Linked DNA regions of Mus musculus: regions 1, 2, 3, 4, 6 and 7 are each linked to region 5. Evidence: chromatin contacts called from public HiCAR-type, HiChIP or PLAC-seq and promoter capture Hi-C data. All regions are on one chromosome and are shown on one strand. Each heading gives the region's core, a stretch centred on a gene start, on an enhancer-like site or on the middle of the called end of the contact. The rest is flanking DNA. Distances are from core to core; before and after follow the strand shown.

Region 1 (2,700 bases), core at 165-2,664, 1.4 Mb before region 5:
TAACTTCTTTTTTGAAGCCAGGGCCTTGTGCATGCTAGACCACTCCTCTACTACCGAGCTAAATCTCCAGCTGTAATCATATCTTTATGAGTATTGAGTTGCTTCATGCATTGTTTATTGTCTTATTAGACCTGGACATTATGTGTATTTCTAGAGGGCATTGTTTTTGGATTTGAATGCAATTTAAATGTACCATAGATATCTACATTATTATACAACCCAAAGTTAGATTGTAACAATGTACTAACAAGGCAAAGAAGAGATACTAAACAGTCTAGTGTCAGGTCAGTTTCAGAGACCCCAGATTCAGACTCAGTTGTGTCTATAACACGTGTGTGTGTGTGTGTGTGTGTGTGTGTGTGTGTGTGTACACACACGGGCACGAAGTGTTCCTTTGTTGGGCTTGGAATACTTTTAAAACAAACACACACCATACCCACAGACCTAACATTTATGCTTCCAAAGACCGACTAAAAATGATGGCTTTAATCCATAGCTCCCAGCATAGCCGGTGAGCAGTCCTGTCAAGGTCTGTAGGTTGAAGGACTTGTTCTTCTTTCAGTCTAAACAGTGAACTAAACTCAGTCTGAAACAATTCTTGCACCTTTTCTGCATCCATTTAAGATGATCTTTGTCAGTTTTTAAAGCAACATGAAAGCAAAATAAGTCTATTCAATGCCTTTTCCTGTCTTGTCAAATTCAGGCTTGTGCTCTCACTTATTGAAGCTGTTGTTTATTTGTAAATGCTTAAGATAGTTTATTTTTAAATGGCCCTGCAACTTCCCTCCCCTTGAGAGGTTTGGCAAGACGGATTTGTTTTATATTTTTATCTGCATTTGCTCAGTAGTCAAACTTTGGCCCAGAAAATCTTAATCACTTGGAGACTTCCCTTGTTGTGTAGCAAAGAGCGGAGACTGGAGACTGAGTGGTGTCGGTCACCTGGGAAGGAGGGACCCCACTCTAACATCAGGGGGGCTGGCTGCCAGAACGCAAAGTTGGCTTTTTTTTTTTCAACTGGAAACTCGGGCGGGATGGGCGGCGACCGGGTCCAGCCACGCAGCTAAGGAGTAAGCGAGCCTCAGAGAACTCTATAGAGAGCCGGGGCGGTGCGAGCCAGGCTCGGACCCAAGCTTGGCAGCCCACTCGCTCCAGCAGCGCCTCCCAAAGCCAGACGCAGCTTTCCATTGAAGGTGCAGAGACCCCCCCACCCCCAGACCTGGGCTCAGCCGCACCCGTCGCTCGCCCCTTTTTCTTCCCTCCCTAGCTGCACACAGACAAGCACGTGAGCGGGGCAGCTCGTCCCAGCTGGGGCTCAGCTGACCTCCTCCTGATTGGCTGAGAGCAACGTGGGCTGGGGTGGGGCCTGGCCGCCTGCGTCCTTCACCATTGGCTCTCCGGGAACCCGCCTCCGCTCAGGTGAGGCGGGCCCGCGGGCGCGCGCGTTGGGTGCTGAGCGGGCGCGCGCACCCCTCGGCTTTTCCCTCCCCTCGCCGCGCGCCCGAGCGCGCCTCCGCCCTTGCCCGCCCCCTGCCGCTGCTTCAGCGCCTCAGTGCACAGAGCCTCCTCGGCTGAGGGGACGCGAGGACTGTCCTCGCCGCCGTCGCGGGCAGTGTCTAGCCAGGCCTTGACAAGCTAGCCGGAGGAGCGCCTAGGAACCCGAGCCGGAGCTCAGCGAGCGCAGCCTGCAGCTCCCGCCTCGCCGTCCCGGGGGGCGTCCCGCCTCCCACCCCGCCTCTGGACTTGTCTCTTTCTCCGCGCGCGCGGACAGAGCCGGCGTTTAGGCCCGAGCGAGCCCGGGGGCCGCCGGCCGGGAAGACAACGCGGGCACCGATTCGCCATGGAGGGCGCCGGCGGCGAGAACGAGAAGAAAAAGTAAGCCGGGCCGCCGCGTTCCGTGGACTGGCTTTTTTTTTTTTTTTTTTTTTGTCTCCGCTCCCCTTCCGTCCCCCCCAGCCTCACGCGCCGGGCTCCCCCGCGGTCCACGTCGCCATCTTGGCGCTGGGGGTGGGAGTCGCGGGCCCTGCGCTCGGCGGGGCTGGGGTCTCCGCCCCGGACACCCGCCCCGCGCCGTCGCAGCCCAGCCTGCCCCGCGCGCCCATCCGGCCGAGCCGGCCAGGGCCGAGTACGCCTCTAGCTCCCGCGCCTTCCCTCCCCGTCCTCCGCGTTAGCCGCGAGCAGCGGGCCCCGGGCGGACCCTGTGCGCGCTGCCAGCTTCCTGGGGTCGAGGCCCTCCGAGGCCGACCCGGGGCTCCCCCGAGCCGCCTCGCTGCGCCGCGGCCGCCGTTGCCTTTGTAGGTTAGGGAGTTTCTTCTGGGGGCCCGAAGACGCTAACTTTCTAGTTTGCACGTGCGGGTTTGGTTGTAATCTGGAAAAACTTGCCTCCATCAGAGTAACGGGAATTTAGGAAAATGGCATCATTGTAAACAACTTCCAATTTCTACAAACTTGTGTTTGCATCACCTGTCAGGAGAGCCCAGACGTTATGTATCAATATGTGGCTGCCTCGTTCACTCCTGAAAATAACTTACGGATAGTTTTGGTTAAATTTAGGCCGGTAATTTCATGGAGTGGGGGCTATATATGATGAAAGCCGTCGGTTAAAATACTGAAAATTTATTGGAACACCTGAAAAGAATTGTTTCCAAAAACCATACATCTGAAGTGTGAAATCTTCCATGAGAATTCAGTGTAAGTTTATGA
Region 2 (2,700 bases), core at 176-2,675, 1.8 Mb before region 5:
TGTGCCTAGAGGAAGGAACAAAAGTTTAGGCTCAAAATCGGGATCCTGGCTGTTGGTCTTAATGAGTTCCAATCCAGGAATCTTAAGGACCTGGCGTGTCAAGTCGGTAAGCCATGGAGAAGATGGGGAAAATGGCAAGATGTGTCACTCTGCAGTCCAGAACCTGAGAACAGTCCCGTGGCGGGTAATTCCCTTCACCAGGCCCATCTTCCACAACAGATCTGTGGGCCTGAAGTTGTGTTAGGAACAAAGGCCACCGCTAAAAGCGGCTTGGCCAAGAAGCAGGCAGGGTTTCTTGGGAAGCAGGATCACTCATCATCGTTGTCGTCGTCGTCCTGGTCCTGGTAGCGAATGTAGACGACCAGCATGACAAAGCCCATGACGATGCAGAGGGAGCCAACGACCAGGTAGGCGATGCCCAGGAAAGGGTTCTTGCCACCCATCCAAGAGATGTTGCTAAGAATGATGAGCTTGTGGCCGCCGAAGGCGCGCACCGGGTAGTTGTAGGTGATGTTGACACGGTAGGTGCCCCGGGGCAGACCGGCGGAGTAGTTGCCCTGGCGGATGCGCGCATAGAGCTTGCGGAACGTGGGCAGCGCCGCGGTGCGCATCCACACCACGAAGTCCTGGTTGATGAAGCCGGTGTTGTTGGGATCCGGGCTGAGCTCATAAACCGGCCGGTGCCAGTTGGGCGGCGGCGCCGTGCCGCGGAAGGCCAGCGCCAGGCTGCCGTTCACCAGCGGCGGGTTGCGGAACTTGACGTGGTAGTCGGTCCACCAGGCGATGGCGGTGCGATCGAGCGGCACCTCGACGAAGGGGTCCGAGGGCTGGCGCTGGTGCCAGAGCGAGAAGGAGTCGTTGAAGAGGCTGTTGGCGATGGCGCCGCACGGTGCGATAGGCAGACCGTCGGAGCGGAACTGGTAGGGGGCGCACTCGTTGGCCGGGTGGCGCAGCGCGCTGGCCAGGCCGCTGAGCTGCGCGTCGTCGCGGGACACGCCGTAGCGCCGGTTGTTCTGGTAGAAGTTGGACAGCTCGTAGTAGAGGTACACGGGGCCCGGGAAGAGCTCGGGCAGCGTAAAGCTCCAGGAGCAAGCGCAGCCGGGCGGCGGAGCGCGGCCCTGGCCCTTGGCGGCGCACACCGAGCAATCGCCGGTGCCGGGGTTGCCGGTGTAGTCGTACTCCAGCTCCTTGATGCCGTTGGAGGAGTAGAAGAGGCCCAGGCCCAGGCCGATGAACGCCAGGCCGGCGCAGAAGAAGAGCGGCAGCGCGATGCCCGCCGACAGCAGCGGCTGCCAGGCGGGGAGGCGCTGCTGAGTGAAGGCGGTGTTGTCGGGCTGGTGCGCGCCCCGCGCCGTGGCGCTCCAGGTCATGGCGGGGATCTCAGCCGGGGCCTGCGGCCGCCGACTCTCAACCCAGGATCAGCGGCGAGCCTCCCGCCTCCGCTCGCCTGCTCAGCTCGACGGCTGCTCCCCGGCCCCGCCCCCAGCCCGCCCGCCCGCGCAGGTGCGCCAGCCCCGCCCCCCACGCAGGTGAGGCCGATTGCGGGGCGCGCTGCCTCTGCCCCGGGACTGCTCAGTTCCGCCACCGCCCAGGTGACCTGGGACTGGCTCCGCCCCTGCATGGCGCCCTTCCCAGGTGAGCAGGGCGAGGCTCCTCACCACACCAGGCTCTGGCCCTTCGATCCTCCCTGTCTGACTCCTCCTCCTCTCTATTCCTCCTTCTCTCCCTCCTCCCACTTCTCCTCCCCTCCTCCTCCCAGCTCTCCCGCTCCTCCGTGGGCAAGTGATGGGCTCAGAGTGGGTCATCTCTTTGGTCAGGTTCCTGTCTCCTTCCACAGGGCCCGAGCAACTTTCCCCAGATCACAAGCCTGACTTAAACAAGAAAGTTCCACCCCAGAGCTTGCTCCAGGGTGGGGTTCTGTTGGCTTGATTATTTATTACCTCGTTAAGGCTGTTAATCCTCGTTATTTAAGGAAAAGGGTGAGTCTTAAGTAGGGTTTCACTTAGTTTTCAAGCACAAAATACAGTGCCCTGGGAGTTACATTGTGGTAGCTGTATCAATTTCAACGTGGAGTTCTTATTCTCCCCTTTTTATGTAAGGGGGGGATTAGTTCCTAGCCAAATGCTCCAGTCTGGTTTAATAACTACAAAAGGTGAAAAGTTCTGTAAAAATAAAATGATTTATTAAGAATCAATGACTGGGAGAGTTTGCAGCCTTTGAATGTCTTCTCTAGCTGGTGGGAGGAACCACCAATGAGAAAAAAAAATGCTGTGGCCTGAATGTGATGTTCTTTTCAGATCTTCTTGATTAGAGAAAGGCCCGACCCAAGGCCCTGGAGGGCCTCGCTGATATCCACAGCCAAGGACATTTGCGTGTTTGGTCCTAGTTGAACTAGAAGGATGTATAGGCTGTATGAAAACTCCAACCAGCCTGGGCCTTGGGGCTGGTTTGTTTGTTGTTTTTGTTTGTCTCGGGGTTGGTTAGAATACACAAGGGCACAGGGGGCTATGCATGGAATCTTCCTTAGGTACAGAAGTACACTCCTGCAGCTCATACAGTGTGAATAGCTTAAGTGCTTTCTCTGTTATTCGTGCATACCCGTTTATCCAAATCCAAAGAGACTTGGAAAACTAAGAGCTGTTGGAAATATTTTTAATGTTGTCTTCCAAGTCTTCAGCCCTGTGCCGAACAATGTAGAAG
Region 3 (2,700 bases), core at 44-2,543, 1.3 Mb before region 5:
TCGGCATACAGGAGGAGGATGCTGGGTAAATGCTGGGCAAGTCTGGGTGGCAGGTTGTAGATTTAATGTGGGGGGATGTTTGCTCAATCTGCCTGACTAGATTCAATTCCTGTAATGTCTGTCTGTCCTTGAACTTCCAGTCCTCCTGCCTCCATCTCACTAGTGCTGGGGACTATAGGTGCTGGGTATTGAACACAGAACCTGAGCATGTTAAGGTTAGCGCTACTGACTTAGCTACATCCCAGCCCAACTCCAGCGTTTTTGAAAATGGAAATTCACGGGCAGATAGTACTAAAGAAGGATGTGAGCTTGTGTCTTGTATAGCTAAAGAAAAGGTGTTTGTATTCAAAATAATAAAATGGAAATCTGTTCAACTTTCAGTTATAAAGTTGAAATAACCCACATGATTAAGTCCCTCTAGACGCCCTGTTTTATGTAGTAACAATCAAATAAGGCATCTCTCCTAACTTTTGTATCTTCTCATTCTCTCTATTTTGCCCAATAAAAGAATAGTTTTCAAAGCAGAGGAGGGTTTTGTTGTTGTTTTTGTAGGTACAGGGTTTCAAAACATATTTCAGGTTAACCTGGAACTTGCTTTGTGGCCCAGTTAGATCTTAGACTTGTAATCTTCTTGCTTCCGCTTCTTGAGTGCTGTGGTTGGTCCGTCTGATTGTCTGCCTGCCTGCATTTTATTTTAATTAATTAATTGATTAATTAATTAATTGAGGCTGGATCTCATGGTAGCCCAGGCTGTCCTCTGAGTGCTGAGGTTATAGGTGTATGCAGCTACGCCCAGGGACACATGTATCTTAAAACTTAAAAGATTAGACAGATGGAGAGAGGGATCATTTAAGGCTGAGATAGTCATGTGGAGCCTTGGTAAGCTAATTAGAAAATAAACATTTAAAGGATTTCTAGTCTAGAATGCATAATTACGTTGCTATAATTTCAGTGTTAAAACATCTAAGATCAGCATTCCTTGTTTCTGTATACAGTCATTTCTCACTATGTCTAAATATTCCTAGGTAACGCTCCGAATGAACGTAAGGAAGAGAAGTCGTTACACCTGAGTATGCCTATTATTACAGAGGAGGAGGAGGAGGACATGGGTGGCGTCAGAAAAGCAGGTACCCGTGCATCTTTTTAGCTCCTGCATCGACTTAGGCTATTTCCTCCCTAGGACAGGACTCATTCTTCCGACCCTCGTCTTTGGCCTGTTGGAGCTTGTCAGTGTTGTCCTGGTAACCATGGACTCACTCCACAGCCTGCAAGCAGTGATGCAGTATCCGGATGTGGACGCCTGCCAGGAATTCTGCTGGTGTGACCGCCCGCCCGCCTGCCCGAGAAGCTGCTTGCAGGCCTCTGCCCGGCTGTGCTCTCCGTCCTGGATGCTCTTCTTCTAGGAATCTGTTTTCTTTTTCTTCTGACGCCCCTCTCCCCATTTCCTTTCTACTTTTCATTGATGAGGACTATTTCTCTATCATGTCTTCCTAAGGTTGTGTTTCTGTGTATTGTATTTAATGATGGTTATTTGTGTGATAGTTACTGCATTTAGCTGTGAGAGCCAGAAGGATCAGAATACTTGCGTGTGTGTTGTGTTTCTAGGTTTCACTGTCGTGGAATCAGACTCTTCACTTTCTCTTTGCACGAGCCTAGACAGTTCAGTGTTGCTGCCCTGGGGTCGTGCTAGTTGTATGGAAGGCAGGCATATGGAATTCAAGCGGAGTAATTGTGAAGGAGGGTTCAGGGTGAGTGAGGTCTCCTCTCATCGGCATCTCAGTAAGACTGGAGTCCTGTCGTCTCTTTGGAGGTCAGAGGCTCTCAACTGCAGTTTCATTTGAGGAAATTCCGCATGTGTGTCAGCAATGATTTATTTTTTCTCTTAAATTGTAAGTTAGCAATCATTTCCGTCTAATTTTTCTTAAGTATTGAGATACTTGGGTCACTGGGCGTGGTGGCACACACCTATAACTTTAGCACTTGGAGGAGGTCCACTTTGAGGACGGCCTGGGCGCTATACTCTGAGATCAAGTCTCAATAAACAAACCTTTAATCCTAGCGTTCAGGAAGCTGAAACAGGAGGATTACAAGTGTGAGGACTAACTGGGTCACATAGCAAGTTCTAGCCCAACCTGAACCATGTTGTAGCTTTTATTATATATGTATCTTTACATTTTAATATATATTATGCATTTTAATGTCTGTGTGTGCGTGGTGTGTGTGTGTGTGCGTGCGTGTGTGAGTGCGCATTATTTATCTACCTGTTTCCTTCTTGGGTCTTGGCTGTGGGACATTATTGGTTGGGTTAGTCTGTTTTAAATATATGCAGGTAAAATGTGTATTATTATATAAACCTTTCATTTAGATGTCAGTATTTTAATCCATGGAGTTCTTAACCTTGTATCCACAGAGTTCACTGCGCCCAAGAGGAAGAGAAAATGCTGAACCGGGAGGCTGGTGGAGTTTTAAATTTTGAGCTTTCCAACAGAAGAAAGGTGTCATGTGTTCTAAGCAGGAAGTAGCCAGTGAAGACTGGATCTGAGAACAAGCTCATTTCTGTGAGATGGAAGAGCATGCCATAGGCCAAGAGTTGAGTAAAGGTTTACTCTGAAGATTAATTTTAACATTTTTGTTAATATTGCAATTTTAACAAATTACATTGTAGTTTGTTACAGAATAGATTGTAAATGTGTTAAACTT
Region 4 (2,700 bases), core at 150-2,649, 1.6 Mb before region 5:
GAGAGAGAGAGAGAGAGAGAGAGAGAGAGAGAGAGAGAGAGAGAAAGAGAGAGAGAGAGCACAGGTGGGAGGAGGTATAGCTGAATGACCAGAAGAGAAGGTTTGGGTTCTAAGTGAGAACTGGCTCTCATCAGAAGTAGGGAGCAGTTGAGCTGTCACATTAGCAGGAGCTGCGTGGGTTGTCTGCAAGAGTCCTGTGGTGTGACTGAAGAAGCTGGTAGGGCAAAGAGCGAGAGCTGAAGCTTTGATGGTGGCTGGCACCTCACCAACTGCACACGGTGCTGTTTGGAGCTCTTGCCTTTTCAAAGGCTCTGAGTGGGGTAAAGGCCAGCACCTGTTTTGTTAGGGGTTGTGGAGCTATTGGCCCGGAGTCATTTTCCATGAGTATGTGATTATCTGGGGTGCACCTGAAGCCTTATGAGACACACACTAGGATGACAACTTTCGTTGGCTGTCTGGGACAGTCAAACTGTCTGTCAGCAAAAGGGACCAAATTCTAGCAAGGCGTAGTAACTCATGCCTCTAATTCCAGCACCAAGGGTCGATCTACATAGTGAGGCCCAGAGCAGCCTGGGGTAAGAAGAAAACCAGCACAAACAGCCCATCTCTCTGGCCCTGTGGCACCGTTTTTCATTCACCTGAAGCAGCAGCAAGCTTAAGTGAAGCAGCAGCTTTGCCTGAGGTGTTGCTTGCTACTGGTCTCAGGCTCTCACGGGGAGTGAGCCACTTCCGTTTTCCTGTATTTCCGGCTAGGGTACAGATCCACACATAGGGATCACCTGTAGCCCTCTGTTCCCGGGTGCCCCAGAGCAGCAGACCTGCAGTGACTTGACTCCTTCAACTTTTGGTTTTATTGCCACAGGGCTTTTCTAAAAGGCCTTTGTCGTTTGCATCTCTCTATACCAGTCGATTTCCCATGAAGCTAATGGAGCTTAAGCATCAGGGCCTCTCTCTGCTTCACGCGGTGTCCGTTTTCATAAAGAAAGCTTCCCAAAGGACAAACGCAATCCCCATAACGTCTAGGTTGTTCTGTGTCTCCAAAGACGGAGTGGCTCCATCGAAGAGACATTTATTGCACAAGGCTTCAGCCGGGCCTTCTGTCAGCAGGACCCACTTCAAGAAACATGATAGTAATTTATGTCTGCCGATTAAACCTGGGAGCTGTCATTGTCCCGGGAGCTTCACAGATAACAAGAAATGTAGCTTGCTTTGCTCCCTTCTCCAAATGTCATTAACCCTGACCTTCAAACACTTCAAAGTTTGCTATTTTTTTTCTTCCCTATAAAACAGTTAGAACCACAGCCCTACCGGATGTTCTTTGTGGGCTAGGAGTACCACCCAACCACAGCAGTACCCGGAAAGAAGGTGCATAAACCCTTCAGAAACCCATTTCCACCTTGTTTGAACAGTGACCAAGCTGCAGCCTGGAGACTGCTGCCTTTATTTAATGGCAAGAGGGAGTGCAGTCAGTTAGCATGATCCTTTGTTATCTAACCGCCCCGTGATGGTCTCTGTGATGAGCATCTTCATCTCTGTATCGTGTCTTGCTGCCAAGGCAACTGTTACGTGTGATTTAGATGAGTCTATCCTCTCGAGCCACGGTGAAGAGAGTCAAAATCTATTATTCGAAGCCTGCTATTCTTTCATGCTCTAGCATTTCTGCCTCTGCACTAATCAGAAGCAGGGAAAATGCCAGGACTTGTTCTAAATGCGAGTTTAATCTTGTGAGATCACACTGCCAGCTGCCCGTATCGTTCTTCTGTCACAGTCGTTAGGCTACCGATGTTCCCTGCAAGCACGTTTGTGAACCTGGATTCTCTTCTCTTCCCTCCAGTATGTAAGATGAATGTACATATTCGGTGTCAGGCGAACGTGGCCCCAAACTGCGGGGTGAATGCCGTGGAGCTTGCCAAGACCCTGGCAGGGATGGGTCTCCAACCCGGAAATATTTCTCCAACCTCGGTGAGCCCTTTGCCTCTGGCTGTGTATTGTAGGTTGCAAGTTATTCCGGTGCAATGAGCTCAAATGAGAGTCTAGGGGGACATAATCTCAGCAAATCCAGTGAACAAGTCTGCTGTGCTTTAAAAAAGGCATTTTATCTCCCCAACTAGAGTCTACACAGTTAGGGCTCAAAACAGTGAGCATGCATGTATATCATGAAGCAAGAGAACGGACTCACCCCCCACCTCCCCTTAAAATCAGCTTCCTATCAATCTGGTCTGGCAAGAATCTCAGAATCCAGATGCCTAGGGTACGCCCCTGGCTGGTGTCCAATCGGGACAGCTGGTCAGAAGCCACCGGCCTCTGCTTCCTTATCTCTAAATGGGGTTGAAGGTGCCAGTGCCTGGGGTTCTCCACTTCCCTAGACTGCAGCACGTGTCCAGGGTTGTGAGTTCATCTCCTGCTTTCTGCAGCAGACAGCTCCTTCCTCGGGACGCTTGGGAATGGGTGGAGTGGTTTTCTTGCCCTGGCTGTGTTTTGTCCTGCAACCTCCCCAAGTGACATCCAGCTGATGCTGTCCATCAGAGCCTTAGCTGCTGCTTCCTAGTTCTTAGTGTTGTCTTTCTGGCCCACATCCTTGGTTGGAGGCTGGGAAGCAGCCATGTCTGGATGGCTGTGAGATCTGGAGCCAGGCTATGTGACAGTCCCAGAATGGGCAGTGCCTCCTTCTCTGTAACATCAAGTGTCTTTAGTGTTATG
Region 5 (2,700 bases), core at 62-2,561:
GAAAAGAAGAGGGAAGAGGAAAAGGAGGAGGAAGAAGAAGAAAGAAAGAGAGAGAGAGAGAGAGAGAGAAAGAAAGAAAGAAAGAACGAAAGGAAGGAAGGAAGGAAGGAAGGAAGGAAGGAAGGAAGGAAGGAAGGAAGGAAGAAAGAGAAAGTTATTTCGAATTCTGAACTTTGGGGATTATTGTTATGGTAACATAACATCCCTGATACACTCTATACCTAATTGAAATGTTTTTCTTTCATAGGAAAGAAATGTTGGGGCACCAAGCATCATGGCAAGTTTTACTCTATTCAAAACAGAAGAGGTGTGGACTCTGTACCTTGACAGCATGCACATGAGTTGTAGGTACCTAAGTTACTGACAGTCACTAAAGCTGACTTTTCCCCGTCCCGGCCACAGTGAAACCGCTCAAAGCCCTTAGATAATCTGCAATCTTCAAAATCTCATAGGAAAGCAAAGGGTTTTTTTTACTTTAACCCATTCGTCAAAATCATTTGTAGGTTCACGTTGTCCATTATCAAATGGGGCTTCGTTCTCAGGCACCAAACTGGCTGCTATGCGCCTGTGTCATTGAGGAGAGCTGGGCCTACCCAGGGGGAGATGATTCGAAGAAAAGGAGAAGCCTCTATGCATACACAGCATTAGAGACTCTAACCAAGCCAAAAGGCCACACTATGTGCCTCTCTCTCTCACTTCCAAAAGTGTGAGTCCTGAGCTCAGCATATCTGATTGAGCCCAATATCTGATTGATTTCCTCTGTTTAAAAAAAAATCATTGGGGTTGTTTTGGGGAGTCTGAAATGTATATTTGAGCATTGTGCTCAAACACAGACTTGTAAACTTGGTCACTCATAATATACCTACAACCTGCACAACGTTCCCCCCTCTTCAAAATCGTGTGACTCTGGAAGATTTCCTTCCTTGTTGCGGAAAAGAATTGCTTGAGATTCTCGTTTAAGGGAAAAAAAAACTGTCGATTTGAACTGGTGAGTCAGGGAGGGAGGATGACGTCATATGTTAGCCTGCAATCCCTATGAGGTCCTCTCAGCTCCCTCAAGCTCTCAAACTCAGTCCTCTCCCTAGTTTCCGCGGCAGACACTGCTCCCCGGGTTCCATCCTTTCTTCTTTGGCTTCTTCCCAGCCACAAGCCAGCAGCCTGGCTAGCTAGCAGGGGATAAAGCAGGAAGTTTGACAGCTTAAGCTGGCTGCAGGACCCCTAGTGTTTTCCCCTCTCCGTGTCCTGGCCTGGTTCCCCAGAAGTCCAAACACACGCACAGAGCCCCATTGTTGCCGCCTTCCCCGGCCCACTGATCCTAATATGGAATGCAGCAGGAAACCCACGATTTCCTGACACTCGGCAAGCTGGAGGAAGCGAGGGGGGGGAAACTCCGTTTAAAAGCCCTTCTCTCCTCCATATTAGTTGTGTGGTGGAAAACCGGGCAGGAGTTATCCAAATCCCACCGTGTCATTAGCCAGGCTGGGGATGGGGAGGGTAGAGTGAGATTCTCACGGGCTGCTGATATTTCTAGACTGCCAGGAAGTCCCGGGAAGTCTATGGACATGAGAGTTTCTTAACTCCAGCTCTACCCCCAACTCCACTTCTCCGTTGGGATTGGGAGAAAGGGACAGACCCTTTTCATCCCTCCTCCCAAGAGTGCCTTCCTTCTCCAGCATGGTGAGCTGCGGGGCTCGAGTGTGTCTGGGCTGTGCCTGGGAGAGCCCGGCCAGCCAGAGTCAGGCCGCCTGAGCTCCAGCCTGGGGCCGGTGCCACCGCTCCATGCACTGCAGAAGCCCCAGCAGCTGCTGCGGGAGCCGCCAACATGAGCTGCAGAGAGAGGACCGACAGCAGCTGCGGCTGCAATGGACATGAGGAGAACAGGATCCTGAAGTGCGTGGTGGTCGGGGACGGCGCGGTGGGGAAGACCTGCTTGCTGATGAGCTACGCCAACGACGCCTTCCCAGAGGAATACGTGCCCACTGTGTTTGACCACTACGCAGGTAGGAAAGCGTGGGGACCAACTCCGTCTAGATGAGCGGTGGGGTTCTGGGCACAGCTACCTAGCGTTCAGAGGGACCTGGCTTTCGCCAGAAAGTCACAGACTGATGTGGATCTGGCAGGTACCAGGTAACTCCATCAAGAATGGTGCTAGGATCCTGCGGAGACCCTGTACATCCATTCACATGCTTCTCCTATTGAAACAAATGTGCAATCCTGGGGAAATATCCTCCAGAAATGTTTCTCAACATTTTTGCCTAAACTTTCTTCAACTTTTCACGGTAATTATTTTTTTTTGAAGTGTAGTGTATTGCAAAATATTCCATTTTAAAAAAATCACCGCTAGACACATGGAAAGTGTTCTACTCTCTAAACTTTTTCTACTCCATGCTAGTCATGATCAAACGGCTAATAGAACCAGCTAATAAAACCTTCTTTTTTTTTTTTCCTGGATTACTTGGGGCTTAAATTTTGTACTTTCACTCTTCTGGGATGGTAGATAAGGAGAAAAGTGTCCCACGCTTTTAAATACTAAGTGGAAAATTAAGTAAAAGATGGCTATGTTTTTTAAAGTAAAAAATTCAAATGCAATTAAATCGTTTTCAACTATGTCCTGAAAAGACAAATTTGAGTATCTAGTATTTTAAACCGTGATCACCCCGATGCTGTAGTCACAACTTAATCCTTTCAGGGGAGTTTTAG
Region 6 (2,700 bases), core at 157-2,656, 1.3 Mb before region 5:
TGAGTTGTAGATTGCAATTCTATTTTCATAAAATTAAAAATCAACTATAGCTGGGCGTGGTGGCAAACGCCTTTAATTCTGCACTTGGGAGGCAGAGGAAGGCGGATTTCTGAGTTCGAGGCCAGCCTGGTCTACAAAGTGAGTTCCAGGACAGCCAAGGCTATACAGAGAAACCCTGTCTCAAAAAAACAAAAAAAAACCCAAAACAAACCAAAAAACCCACTACAACTAAAATATATGTATACACACTGGACATCAACTTCTGGCCTCCACATGGGCCAGGAGGTGTGTTCATGAAAACACACACACACACACACACAAACAAACCATTACAAACAATAAAATAAATGCATCCATACAAGCACATCCCAGAATACCTTTTCTAAAGATTAGTGTGCCTTCAAAACAGAAATACAGTTCAAATACAGAATGCTAACCCGTAACAAGCCCCTGGGAGAAGCTAAAAAGTGGGATTTCTAGAGAGCTACTTTAGCCAAACAGTATATCAGACAGTGTGCTAGATTGTCAGAGGCAACAACGGTAGGAAACAGCAACTGCTGCCCAGAGTGGTTGCATATTACTTGGAGAGCCACAAATTAATCACTCAAGTAAGCATAGACTGTAGGGGATCTTGGCAATGAGGAAGAACCACGGGAGTTCCTTCCCTAACAAGTTCTCTTTAGATCATCTTCCCACGTGGAGGGAGGTTAGGGTGGTTGCTACTGTAGAGTCACTTTAAAGAAGACTGGCAGGCTAAGTGTAGTTTACATAAGTCAGGAGGCAATGAAGACCTCAAATCCTTTTGGGGGCTGTTAGTTGAGGCAGAGGCAGGCGGATTTCTGAGTTTTAGGCCAGCCTGATCTACAGAATGAGTTTCAGGACAGCCAGGGATATACAGAAAACCCTTTCTCGGAAAAAAAAAAAAAAAGAAGAAAGAAAGAAAGAGAGAGAGAGAGAGAGGGAGGGAGGGAGGGAGGGAGGGAGGGAGGGAGAGAGAGAGAGAGAGAGAGAGAGAGAGAGAGAGAGAGAGAGAGAGAGAGAGAGAGAGAGAAATCGAGTCTTCATGTCCTATTGATTAATAGTTAGCAGGCACTACTATTGTTTTATCTACCTACTTATCTAATTTGAAGGTCTTATTTATTTATTTATTTAGAGGGTCTCTCTATGTAGACCTGAAACTCGCTGCATACACCGGACAGGCTTGTAAATCACAGAAATCCTCCTGTCTCTGCCTCTCAAGCACTGAAATTAAAGGCGTGTATCACACCAAGTTCGGCTTCCTAGACTAAAATCACCTTGCATTTACGCACGCGCAAGAAGCGCCACAGGCGCCAGGTAAGACCCGGATGAAGGCGGGGCTTGAGGTCCCGGATAGTACGTCACGGAGTGCGCGTACGTGATGTGACGTGACTGGGGCGGTGCTACAGGGCCTTCTGGGCATTGGGGAAGCCGGGTCCGGGAGAGAGTGAGCATGGGGACTCCTGCGGGCGCCGGGACCCGTCCCACGGGCGCTGGAACTGTTGAAGGCGTGGGGATCCCTCCGGGCCTGCAGACTGACTACGAGACGCTGCTCAGCCGCTTCCAAGAGATGGACAGCGTGCGCTTCGAGGACTTCACGGAGCTCTGGCGCAGCATGAAGTTCGCGACCATCTTCTGGTGGGTGTGCCTCGTCCTCCTACCCTGTCTCTCCTGTGGGGAACGCAGCCTGCATCCCCGACCTCCGCCTTGGCGGTTTCCGTGGGTCGCCCTTGCACTCTGCTGGCTCGGCCCTCTGCATCTCCACCGCCTCCATCCGAGGCCAAACCTCCTCCAATCTTGATTGCCGAATGAATCCGCGGTTAGAAACAAAGTATTCCCACCGACACAGGGTCCTCTACGAACGAATTCATTTAGCATGCAACAACTGACGTTGCAAGTGCAGGTTTGAATCTCTGTGTATCGCCTTTAGTTGGATAAAGCCTAGATTCAAGCCAGTAGCTGCCTTTACCTCTGTCCCCAGCCTCATCTCCAGTGCCCACACCTTGCACTCACTCTCTTGGCTCGAGTTGCTTTTGGTACTCCACTGGCGTTTCCTAGCCTGGGAATTTTCCATCTCCTTTTGCTTGTCCACTTCGTCAGTCATTTTTGAACCCAAATGACAGTTCTTTAGGGAATTCTTTTGGCCTTCGGGACTAAGTGAGAGGCTCGAGTTCTGTCTACCCCCAGCACGAAGGGCTTATCTCACCGTCTAGAGTATATTTCATAATTAGAGACGCAGTCTTGGATAACGGTGAAGAGTGGAGATGATGGGTCTTGGGCATCAGGATTTGAATACAGCTCTCCAGTCCCCCTCCCCCAGATCTGAGACAACCCTTTTTGTCTGTAAACTAGATCATGATAGTGTGGGAATTAAATGAATCAATATATTAGCTGGTTCGACGTGTGAAATTAATGTTCAGAGTTATTACTACTCTTTGATTTCTCCCTTAGACTGAACTTAGTGAGAACAGCCATGTGATTAATGTGGTATTCCTTACTTGTTTTTGAGACTTGCCCTCATTGTGTGTAGCTTTGGCTGGCCTGAAACTTGCCGTTATACCAGACTGGCCTTGAGATCTGCCTGACTCTTCCTTCTAAGGTCAGGCATTCACCACCTTGCCCACGTTTGAATACGGTGTTTGTATTAATTACCATACCATATAAATTCTTGAAAAGGGTAAA
Region 7 (2,700 bases), core at 9-2,508, 1.7 Mb before region 5:
CATCTCATCCTATAGTGTGAAGCTGTTACTGGTGAGGTCTCAACTCCCTAATGAGAAACTGCCCAGAACCTTCTCAGCAAGCCAAACCATGTGCTAGAAAGGGGACAGACGACCAACCAGCCTGTTCAGTAAGAACGAGTATGGTGAGCGTCCTTAAGCGTCTTAAGAATGGCCTGGACTTTATAGGAGACATATTGGTTGCGGCTGGCCCTCAGGGAGCAAGCTTTATGGTAGAATGGATTAGACCAAAAGGTGTTCCTAGGAGACAAAACCTGTAGAAGTCACGAGATGGGTAAACTTAGGGTCTGCCCACTCTGACAATAACAACCTAGAGTGTTTGTTCCTAGAAGAGGCAGCTGAAAGCCACTGTGTGTCAGGGTGGCGCATGTGAACACTTTGCTGCCCTTATAATGCAGGACTAGGTGGACCAGCAAACCGCCTCTTGCGGAGGAAGGGACTTATTACATCTTGGCCTTGTCAGTCTCCAGCAGAACCAATCTTTCCTGCTCTTTGTGCAGTGACACACCTCTCCCAGGAAGGAGTACAGGATTTCCATCATTACCATTGCCCTATTAAAAAAATACGCAAACAAAACAACTAATTACTCTCTGCCGAAAAGGCACATAAACAGGATGAGTCTAAGCTGAACCTGGGATGACCCATTCCGGTAAAGATTAGGAAAGGGACCTCCCCTTCCCCACAGAACACCCGCCTCTGGCTAGGGCTCTGTCACCCTCCGGCAGGGTCTCCAGGCCACTACTTAGGGTGGGAGGTAGGAACTCCCTGCTGCTGATTTTCCGCATCCACCCGTCCTGCCAATTCTCTCCCCGGCTGTCTCCCACGCCTCAGGTGTTTGCTGGCGGTGGGCCTGGAATCCTTTCTTTTTGTCCAGCCCCTTAGGGCAGCCTCCAGCCCGAAACGCACCGCCAACCCGGCCACCGGGAGCAGGGATCCGCGAGCACTCAGGGCGGGAACCGCCCCTGGGGTGAGTGGGGAGTGCGGGCCCCCTTCACCGCGTAACCCCGGCACCCACCCCTCAAGGCGGTGCTGCCCGCGGTGCGCCACGCCCCCGGGGTCCGGAAGGCGTGGCAGCCCGCACCGGGCTTCTGAGAACTTGGAGCCCGGCGGCGCGCGGCTCTGGCCGGGATGCGGCTGCGGTTGCTGCTGCTGCTGCTGCTTCCTGGTTCTCAGCTCACCGAGTGGGGGAGAGCGTGAGCCCGCGGAGGCGGGGGCAGGAGGAACGGGCGGAGGCGGGGGCAGAGACGCCAAAGCTGGAGCTAGCCGGACGGGTCGCTCCTGCTCTCCGGGGAGACTATCTGGCCGGCCCCGGAGAAGGGGCGAGCCCCGCGCGCTCCAGAAGGACGATCGGGAGCCCAGCAGCCCGCCGAGGGCTCGGAGCCCGGCTCCCCTCCTTTCCACCTCAGGAGAAAGGGCGGGAGGGAAGGAGGGGAGGGGAAGATCCCTCCGAGGAGGCGGAATGGCCGGTCGCAGGGGGCTCGGGCGCTGCTTCTTCCCAGAGCTGCCTCCACGCCCGTGGCAGCGGAGAGGACTGCCCTGAGCCCGGGCTCCGGGTTCCCCAGTGCCAGCCAGCGCGGCCCCCTCGGGGCTCCGGCAGCAGCGCCGGCATGTCGTCCGGCACGATGAAGTTCAATGGCTATCTGAGGGTCCGCATCGGAGAGGCTGTAGGGCTGCAGCCCACCCGCTGGTCCCTGCGGCACTCGCTCTTCAAAAAGGGCCACCAGCTGCTGGACCCCTACCTGACGGTGAGCGTAGACCAGGTACGCGTGGGCCAGACCAGCACAAAGCAGAAGACCAACAAACCCACCTACAACGAGGAGTTCTGCGCCAATGTCACCGACGGCGGCCACCTGGAGCTAGCCGTCTTCCACGAGACGCCCCTGGGTTATGACCACTTTGTGGCCAACTGCACGCTGCAGTTCCAGGAGCTGTTGCGCACGGCTGGTACCTCGGACACCTTCGAGGGCTGGGTAAGTAGCGATCGCCTCACTCCTCCATGTCTGCTGGACCTTCCCTCCTTTTAATTTTCGAAACTCGTCAGAGTCCCGCTCCCTCATCGCCCTGCAGGGGAAGGAATTCCCTCTAGACTTCGGTCCTTTCCCAGGTGGCCTGCACTGTTGACGCGACAGCCGTGGGTGTATGCGGGCGCAGGTGGGACTCTGGGAATCCGTCCTCTTTGTGGACCTGGACTTTGCACTTAGGGGAAGCCCAATAGTGATACAGAGTTCCATCCCCCTCCTCCCGGGGTAGGGGGTTTGGGAATCACAACTCTCATATAAAGAAAAGCAGAGAAAGGGCGATATGAAAGGGATATGGTTTGAATCAAGTGCTTCAAACACTTCTTAGGAGAAAGCCATACATTCTCGCGAGTATTATTCATAGTGTTTATGGATGCATGTTGGTTCAGCCACACAGACGTGCACACGTGTTTCAGCATGCACATCCATTACATCCCAGAGGTACAAAAGCTACACTGGCAGGGATCAGAGTGAGTGCATGGCTTTGCACCCTGGCAGAGTTTTGTTTAGCTTTTCCCTTGGGGATTGGGGGCGAGGGTGGAGGCGGGAGTGGTGGGGTGAGAGGTTTAAAACTTCTCTGTTTGCTCTTAAGTTCAGTCAGCCTGGGTGTATGGGTGCTTCCAAACTATTCCTCTGAGAAGAGGTGGCCAAGACACCTTAGGTT

What was found. Promoter capture Hi-C pulls out the DNA fragments that hold promoters and counts their contacts. HiCAR-type assays count read pairs that join an accessible place to other places. HiChIP or PLAC-seq counts read pairs in DNA pulled down with a chosen protein or histone mark.
Region 1: a HiCAR-type map of astrocytes shows a contact between it and region 5, with 4 times the contacts expected there. The contact joins the promoter of Hif1a here to the promoter of Rhoj in region 5. A contact is called at or near these places in 2 of 39 promoter capture datasets (embryonic stem cells and hippocampal neurons) and 1 of 115 datasets of contacts at active chromatin or transcription factors (astrocytes).
Region 2: a contact with region 5 is called in an H3K4me3 HiChIP or PLAC-seq map of embryonic forebrain, with 4 times the contacts expected there. The contact joins the promoter of Tmem30b here to the promoter of Rhoj in region 5. A contact is called at or near these places in 1 of 39 promoter capture datasets (hippocampal neurons) and 1 of 115 datasets of contacts at active chromatin or transcription factors (embryonic forebrain).
Region 3: a HiCAR-type map of astrocytes shows a contact between it and region 5, with 4 times the contacts expected there. The contact joins the enhancer-like site here to the promoter of Rhoj in region 5. A contact is called at or near these places in 4 of 39 promoter capture datasets (embryonic stem cells, liver and stem cell-derived epiblast-like cells) and 2 of 115 datasets of contacts at active chromatin or transcription factors (astrocytes and stem cell-derived neural progenitor cells).
Region 4: a contact with region 5 is called in a promoter capture Hi-C map of hippocampal neurons, with 5 times the contacts expected there. The contact joins the enhancer-like site here to the promoter of Rhoj in region 5. A contact is called at or near these places in 5 of 39 promoter capture datasets (cranial neural crest, hippocampal neurons, maxillary cranial neural crest and 2 more) and 2 of 115 datasets of contacts at active chromatin or transcription factors (acute myeloid leukemia and astrocytes).
Region 6: a promoter capture Hi-C map of hematopoietic stem and progenitor cells shows a contact between it and region 5. The contact joins the promoter of Snapc1 here to the promoter of Rhoj in region 5. A contact is called at or near these places in 8 of 39 promoter capture datasets (cranial neural crest, embryonic stem cells, hematopoietic stem and progenitor cells and 4 more), 3 of 115 datasets of contacts at active chromatin or transcription factors (astrocytes, bone marrow-derived macrophages and embryonic forebrain) and 1 of 9 other capture datasets (embryonic stem cells).
Region 7: a contact with region 5 is called in a HiCAR-type map of astrocytes, with 5 times the contacts expected there. The contact joins the promoter of Prkch here to the promoter of Rhoj in region 5. A contact is called at or near these places in 4 of 39 promoter capture datasets (embryonic stem cells, liver and stem cell-derived epiblast-like cells) and 1 of 115 datasets of contacts at active chromatin or transcription factors (astrocytes).

The regions. Positions count from the first base shown.
Region 1 is chr12:73,906,453-73,909,152 of GRCm38.p6, forward strand. Hif1a (hypoxia inducible factor 1, alpha subunit) reads left to right here and starts at 1,415. Exons shown (of 15, transcript NM_010431.2): 1 at 1,415-1,872. The coding sequence starts at 1,838.
Region 2 is chr12:73,544,970-73,547,669 of GRCm38.p6, forward strand. Tmem30b (transmembrane protein 30B) reads right to left here and starts at 1,426. Exons shown (of 1, transcript NM_178715.3): 1 at 1-1,426. The coding sequence starts at 1,370. The coding sequence ends at 309.
Region 3 is chr12:73,981,453-73,984,152 of GRCm38.p6, forward strand. It overlaps Snapc1 (small nuclear RNA activating complex, polypeptide 1), which reads left to right. Exons shown (of 10, transcript NM_178392.5): 9 at 1,026-1,127; 10 at 2,411-2,700. The coding sequence ends at 2,445. Among named protein-coding and RNA genes, the nearest start is that of Syt16, 15 kb to the right of the region's middle. Within about 2 kb of position 1,294, at least 57 of the 459 cell types and tissues checked have an H3K27ac peak or open chromatin away from gene starts, as enhancers often do. A contact at or near this core is called in astrocytes, where this site is marked.
Region 4 is chr12:73,698,347-73,701,046 of GRCm38.p6, forward strand. Prkch (protein kinase C, eta) reads left to right here. Exons shown (of 14, transcript NM_008856.4): 7 at 1,835-1,962. Among named protein-coding and RNA genes, the nearest start is that of Gm34189, 82 kb to the right of the region's middle. Within about 2 kb of position 1,400, at least 52 of the 459 cell types and tissues checked have an H3K27ac peak or open chromatin away from gene starts, as enhancers often do. A contact at or near this core is called in hippocampal neurons, where this site is marked.
Region 5 is chr12:75,307,002-75,309,701 of GRCm38.p6, forward strand. It overlaps Rhoj (ras homolog family member J), which reads left to right and starts at 1,312. Exons shown (of 5, transcript NM_023275.2): 1 at 1,312-2,000. The coding sequence starts at 1,823.
Region 6 is chr12:73,963,091-73,965,790 of GRCm38.p6, forward strand. It overlaps Snapc1 (small nuclear RNA activating complex, polypeptide 1), which reads left to right and starts at 1,407. Exons shown (of 10, transcript NM_178392.5): 1 at 1,407-1,656. The coding sequence starts at 1,472.
Region 7 is chr12:73,583,538-73,586,237 of GRCm38.p6, forward strand. Prkch (protein kinase C, eta) reads left to right here and starts at 1,259. Exons shown (of 14, transcript NM_008856.4): 1 at 1,259-1,988. The coding sequence starts at 1,626. LOC115488016 (collagen alpha-1(I) chain-like) reads left to right here and starts at 141. Exons shown (of 3, transcript XM_030247047.1): 1 at 141-230; 2 at 674-772; 3 at 893-1,598. The coding sequence starts at 141. The coding sequence ends at 1,558.